Linked DNA regions of Gossypium hirsutum: region 2 is linked to region 1. A link is a contact called in public Hi-C data. All regions are on one chromosome and are shown on one strand. The core of a region is the stretch at or near the end of the contact, and the rest is flanking DNA. Distances in the headings are between cores, read along the strand shown. Region 1 holds the start of LOC107962901. Region 2 holds the start of LOC107962898 (DEAD-box ATP-dependent RNA helicase 15).

Region 1 (3,248 bases), core at 431-2,930:
TTGAATTGGAATTGGCCAAATTCAGTATTATACATAGAGCTTATGTACTGGGTTACCAGGTTTTTTTTAGAAAAATTCTACCATTCAATGTTGTCTTTTTGTCTGTGCTTTATGGGTAATATGGACTGAAAGAAACAAATTGGTCATGAGGGGCAAAGGAAAACAAGTTTAGCCATAACGAATTTTATTAGGAATTATGTTCAAAAACTAGATGGTTGAATAATTCCATACATGTTCAAAGAATGGAGTTGAAAAAGTGGCAGCCAACAGAGAACCCATTTGTGAAAATAAACTTTGATGCAGCATACAGAAAACATGAAAGCAAATCTTGCTCAGTGATTGCAATTAGAGATTCTATGGGGCGGGTATTGAGTTTTAGGGTTGAGTTAAATGATAATGTACCCTTGGTGTTCGCAGTCGAGGCTATTGCATGCGTTCAACTGGGCCTGGATCTGGGGTTTACGACAGTCGAAATTGAAGGAGATGCCCTATCTATTGTAAAAAAAATACACAAAGGAGGGGTGATAAATAAAAAATTTGTGCTTATATTAGAGATGGGCAAGGGCTGGGTAAAAGATTTCAAACCTGTCAATTTAAACATGGGCAAAAATTAACGAATTGGGTTGCTCATTTGCTGGCTGCAATAGGTCTAAAGAAAGGGGATCGATGCTTGATGAGAAATGGGTTTCCTGAGTATGTTAGAGAATAAGTGGAAATGGATCATAGGGGATAATGTTTTTGGTCTGGGTTTTTTCTTAGTTTGGCAAGTTGGGGGACAAGAAGCATATAGAGAAGAGAGATGAAATGGAAGTCGGATGGTTTCTAGTAATTGGAAAAAAAAAAAAGATAAATTATTGAGGGGTTACTATCTAGTTGTTGGATCACAGGAGTTGTGTCGCATTAATTGCTTCAAGAGTAAGCTCCTTTCTTTGTTGGATTATTGGGCTGATTGGGTTAGCCCAACTTTATTGTTTTGCCCGTTTGTTGCTTAAGCTTTATTTTTTGATTAATTGAATAAAATTCCAAATGATATTTTAAAAAAAATAAAAATAAAAAAGTGACCAACACTTAACACATATTTGAGGGGTACATATATATATAATAGGGGCTTATATCCAAGTTATAAAAAGAACATAGTGGGGATTAAACCAGGTAATAGAAATCTAAGGAATGTTGTTGGATGGAGAAAGTTTGCTGCACTCTTTTTGGCACGAGGTCGAAGAAGACTTCCACCGCCATAGCTTCCGCCTCCTTTCCCTCCTTTCTTCTTCTGCTCAATAATTACTTTCTTTTCTCTTTGAACCATCTTCAAATGAAGTGCTTCATGCCAACCCTTGATTGTTTTTTCATGTCTATCCAAAAAATCTGCATGGAAAAAAAATTAAATGGGTTTATTAAATTTCGTGATCTATTTTCTCCATTTACAAAATTTAAAATTCTTTTTTCAATAAGAAAAAAAAAAGAATACTTACCTTTGAGTTGTTTTTCCTTCATCGATTGCTTGAGATCATTGACAGTAGCCTGTGATGGTGAGATGAAAGCTGTTTCACTTAAGAAACATACAATTATGAAAATGATCCATTGAGAAACCCTTCTCTTCATTTTCTTTCCACTAGCAAATTTTTCCCCTTGGGCTACTTTTTTTTGGCCCTTTGAATTGTTTCTTTAATTAGCTTTGATGCCCGGTATTTATAATAAATCATTAAGGAATAAAGCACACATTATTTTATTTTCAAAAGATATGCTTACAATGTTTGATTAAATCATGGGATAAAGCTACTTTTAAATGCTCATGCATGTGATCGGGTACTGCTCAAAAGGAATCGCAAGGCAACTACGGGACAAATGAAAAGCCATTGTCGGGGAAATTTTTAATTTATATAACTGGTATCTTTATTTTGAATACTTGATAATAATTAAATCATGTTATTTTTTAATTAAGAATTCTAATTCAATGATTTATATAATTATTATTTTCCTTCAAAATTTACTTATTATTATGTTTATATTATGAATGAAAAATTGTTTTTGAAAATAATATGATTGTATAAATATTATTTGGTATTAATAGAGGTGGAGAAGGAGAGGGATAGTGTTGAAAGAAACTAATACGTTTATTTTAAAATTAATAGTCAGATAGGTAAATGAAATTCAGAATGAATGCTTAATATATTAAAATTTTGAGTGGAGAGAAATCTCTTTACTAACCGACATCGGAACTATTACATGTCCAATGTCCAATATTGAAATAATTTCAAAGGTTTTCCTTGACTTTGTTCGTTTTAACAAACAATTCGAAATGCCTCGACTCTTTTAGAATAGATTCGAGTCAAATAGCAATGATTCGAAACATTTCTTCTTATACTATTTTGAAAACCCAAAGACTCAATTGTATGAATATGTAAAATATAGGATTTCTAATCCTAGCTGAAAAAGGAGGGAAACAGATACTCAATTTAAAGTGAGTAAATAAAATTTCATACTCGATCTCATAAATACATATAGAATTATGTGAAAACTGTATTCAATAAAAGTATTTATAGGAAAAATAAGAGCTTGTCTAACCAAATTCAAATTGACAAAGATATAATAAATATATTAATCTTGAATTTTAATTTGAGATATTAATAGTGTGAATAGAATTATTTAAAATTTTAAATATAAAAATTAAATGTCAAACTTTAGTTAATAATTTTTACTTTATTTAAAGTGTATATTTTAACCGAAGTACATAGAGAAGGGGGTGGTTGATCAGCCATGTCCGACAAGGTTAAAGAATATATCTTACCAACTTCGAGGAATGCCTTTGCCAGCCTGGAAAGTAAAAAAGAATATACAAATGAAACCTTATTTTGCATTCCCAAGAACCTAAAAAAATGAGAAAAACTCTAATGGGAATTGTTTGTTCACCCCTTCCTAAGGTGACTGGTAATTTTGAGATTAAGGTAATTACTATAGTATCATATTTTTAAGTTTATCGATATTCTTTTAAATATTTTTTATATATGTAAATAAATATAATAAGCTTAATATCATTTCATCCTTATATTAATTTTGATTATTGTATCTCATTTACTTTCCTTCCATCAAAATTGTTTCCATTAAAAAAAATCTGATTTGATGGTTTAAGCCGATCGAACTCAAATGCCCGAATGCATTTTTTATTTTTCTCTTAATATTAAAAGATTTCCCTTGTTTTTTTCTTTATTCGTTTCTCTTTCTTCTTTCCTAGTAGAAGTTCAGCTTTT
Region 2 (3,413 bases), core at 310-2,809, 300 kb after region 1:
TTTTTTACTATTTGCTACAATTTCATAATTATGTTGTTACTATTTTATTGTTATTATTTGGATACTATATAACTCTTGTTTTATTGTTAATTTTGTTATTATTTTAGAGACATTTACTTGTTAAATTGCACATATCTGAGTGTTATTTAAGTATACATATTTTTAAAATTTATTTTTAATTTGTTAGGAAACATTTTAATGCTTTTAGTATTTTTAATGTATTATATTTTTTTTAAAAATTAATATAGCTGAGCCGGGCTCGGGTTTTAGCATTTTTATCTGGATCAGGCTTGGGCAAAATTTTAAGCTCATTTTCGGGCCGGGCTCAGGCCTAACAAACAGGCCTTAATTTTTTATTGGACTTGGCCCGATCTATGGACACCTCTAACTAGGAGTGATATTAGTTCAGTTTGATCGAGCTTTTTTTTTAGATTTTTTTGAACCATTTGTCATAATTCGATTTGGTTCTCATTTTTTTCATTTTAATTTTGACTTATTTTAACAAAATAAGCTTTTTTTTATAACTTTTGAATATTATTATATAAACTTTTAAAATCTTTTTCGTAAATATTTCTAAAAACAATAATGTTTCAAGAACTTTTAAATTATTTTTACTATTTTTAATATAAAATATTTATTTTTATATAATAAAAAATATATTAATTATATATTAAATAAAAATAAAATTTGACTCGAGTTCGAATAATTATAATTTTTAAACTTGTATTTTATAAATTATCTGAACACTTTAATTTTTATCGATTTTCAATTTTTCTTGCTAGTACTAACTATATTGCATTGGTAAAAACCCATCAAATTTTTTATCGAAATAAAATTTAGATTGCATTTAGCATTTCTTTTCAAATGGGGTTTTTCAAGCCAAACGAAATTCTTATCCTTTAAATAATGCTAAATCATAAGTTTTTATTTAAAAATTATTTTTTCAAACTAAACTAAAAAAAAATGAAAATTCTATCTTTCGATTTTTCAAAAGCTAATTTGAGTTTCATATTATAAAATTATAGATTATAAATGATAAATGATAAATATGGTTTATACATTCAAACTAAAAGTTTTAAATATTTTATATTAATTGCTTAAAAATATGATTTAAATATTAACTTAATTTTACTTTGAAATATAATATCTAAGTAATCCTTTTAACTTTTGAAAGTACTTTTTATAACAATGCAAAATACTTAAAAATCTAAAAAGAGTTAATATAACTTTTAGTCTCACTTTGATATTTATATTTTTTTATCTACTTTGATACTTAATATTGGTAATTAAATTTGTTTTAATTTTTAAATTATATTTCATTAAAATTTGATAACGCAATACTATATGATAATATTATGTATATTTTAAAATTTCAAATAATGACATAATACAATATAAGAGTGTCACATTATTAATTTTTTTATTTTTAAAATTTAAAAGTAAAATAAGTGTAATTACCAAATTTAAGTACGAAAATAAAAATATAAATACTAAAATAAATTTAATTTCCATATTTTTTAATAAAGGTTAAAGATGTTCACAATTCGAACGCTATATCCAACTAGGGAGAGCAGTAGTCGATGGTAAATATTGAGAAGAAGCGAGGTCATTTCGGGCAATATCGACGATCGATAGTCGAACCCGAAAACCCTATTTTCTCTCTCTATTTTTCAAATCTAAATCTTTTCTTTCTTCCACTTTAAGTGCTAACCTTTTTCCTTTGCAGACTCTCTTTGAACTTAATCCTAAACCCCAAAATTCCCTCCTCTTTCAATTAACTTCTCAGGTAAATCTTCCAAATCTACAGTCTTTCTTTGAAATTTGTTTTTATGAGGACCATGTTTTCAGTTACTCTTCGATCTCCTACTTTGCTAAAACCCTAATTATTTGTTATTGGGATTTGTAGAAGAATGGGAGAAACGAGGGACAACGATGCTTACGAGGAAGAGCTTCTCGACTACGAGGAAGAAGAAGAGAAAGCACCTGACTCCGTGACTGCTAAAGTCAACGGCGAGGCCGGGAAGAAGTGAGCTTTTACTTTCTCTTTATTACTCCTTTTTCATTTCTTATTTAAATTATATTTGTTCTCATATAAGAACGAACGAACTTTGCTTCGAACAAGTTACGTGTAATGCGGATCGGTCCAGTACCGGGAATGAAAACTAGAGTACAATTCACTACTATAAAATTAAATTCGATAGATTCTTTTAGTGGGAACGGATTGCGATTTATTGGAACTTAAATATATGTAGTTTTTGTGTTTATATAAATACATAATTCTATATATATAATTTTTTTGTGAATTGTTTCTTTTAATCAGTAATTTTATAATAAACTGTATGCTAATTGGAACATTAGTTTTACTGAATTTGATCGTTAGTGATCTCTAATTGTGAACTTACATGTGAATTTGAGAATCTTTAGGGAGAGAGCAATTTCTGGTAACAGAAGGTTAGAACATATACTAGTTGCGTCAATTTTATTTTTCTTTGGTCTCAAATGATTTTATTTTGCTTTCGTATATGATGGTAATTAATATATTCTCCTTTTCTTCTGTAGGGGCTATGTTGGGATTCACAGTTCAGGATTCAGAGACTTCCTTTTGAAGCCAGAGCTTCTTCGGGCAATTGTTGACTCTGGGTTTGAGCACCCTTCCGAAGGCAAGTTTCTGACTCTTACTCTTTCGTTTCTATATATTTGTTAAAAGATATATGTAGTTCCGTTCCTAGAACCAAAATTGCAATTTAAATTACATTGATGGCTTGCTCTTTGGCAGTTTTATTGTTATTTTCTCAAGCTTGGGAATTCTACTCAAAATGTCCAATTTAGATTTATAGCCTCTTTTGTGTATGTTTAATGTGAATTTCTTGTTCAGCTTAAAACCTCTATTTTGATGCATTGTTTTTGCAGGTAATATGCAACTATCATAAAGTTAAATTAAAAGGATCGCGGAGGTTATATTTTACTTACGTCGGATTCCTTGATGCACATTTCTTTGGTTCATCAGTGCAACATGAATGTATTCCCCAAGCCATACTGGGTATGGATGTCATTTGCCAAGCTAAATCAGGGATGGGAAAGACTGCAGTTTTTGTTTTGTCATCATTACAGCAGATTGAGCCAACTCCAGGACAAGTTATTGCCCTCGTTTTATGCCATACAAGAGAGTTAGCTTATCAGGTAAGAACATGTTCTGCATCTTTTTCTGTAAGCTTTCTGGTCATAAAATTTCCTTCTACATTCTTGAGGTTATATGATATATGTTATCTCATTTTAGTTATCCCCTTGTAGATTTGTCATGAGTTTGAGAGGTTCAGTACTTACCTGCCTGATATTAAGGTTGCTGTCTTCTATGGTGGTGTCAACGTCAAAGTACACAAAGATCTGCTGAAAAATGAATGCCCCCACATTGT

Evidence for each region. A called contact is a pair of places that touch in the nucleus more often than the background predicts.
Region 2: a contact with region 1 is called in a Hi-C map of hypocotyl, with 7 times the contacts expected there. The contact joins the promoter of LOC107962898 here to the promoter of LOC107962901 in region 1. A contact is called at or near these places in 5 of 34 Hi-C or Micro-C datasets (hypocotyl, leaf and petal).

The regions. Positions count from the first base shown.
Region 1 is chrA06:36,787,634-36,790,881 of Gossypium_hirsutum_v2.1, forward strand. LOC107962901 reads right to left here and starts at 1,681. Exons shown (of 5, transcript XR_005928630.1): 1 at 1,473-1,681; 2 at 586-1,365; 3 at 1-492.
Region 2 is chrA06:37,089,623-37,093,035 of Gossypium_hirsutum_v2.1, forward strand. It overlaps LOC107962898 (DEAD-box ATP-dependent RNA helicase 15), which reads left to right and starts at 1,560. Exons shown (of 12, transcript XM_016899450.2): 1 at 1,560-1,786; 2 at 1,907-2,026; 3 at 2,560-2,660; 4 at 3,008-3,180; 5 at 3,292-3,413. The coding sequence starts at 1,911.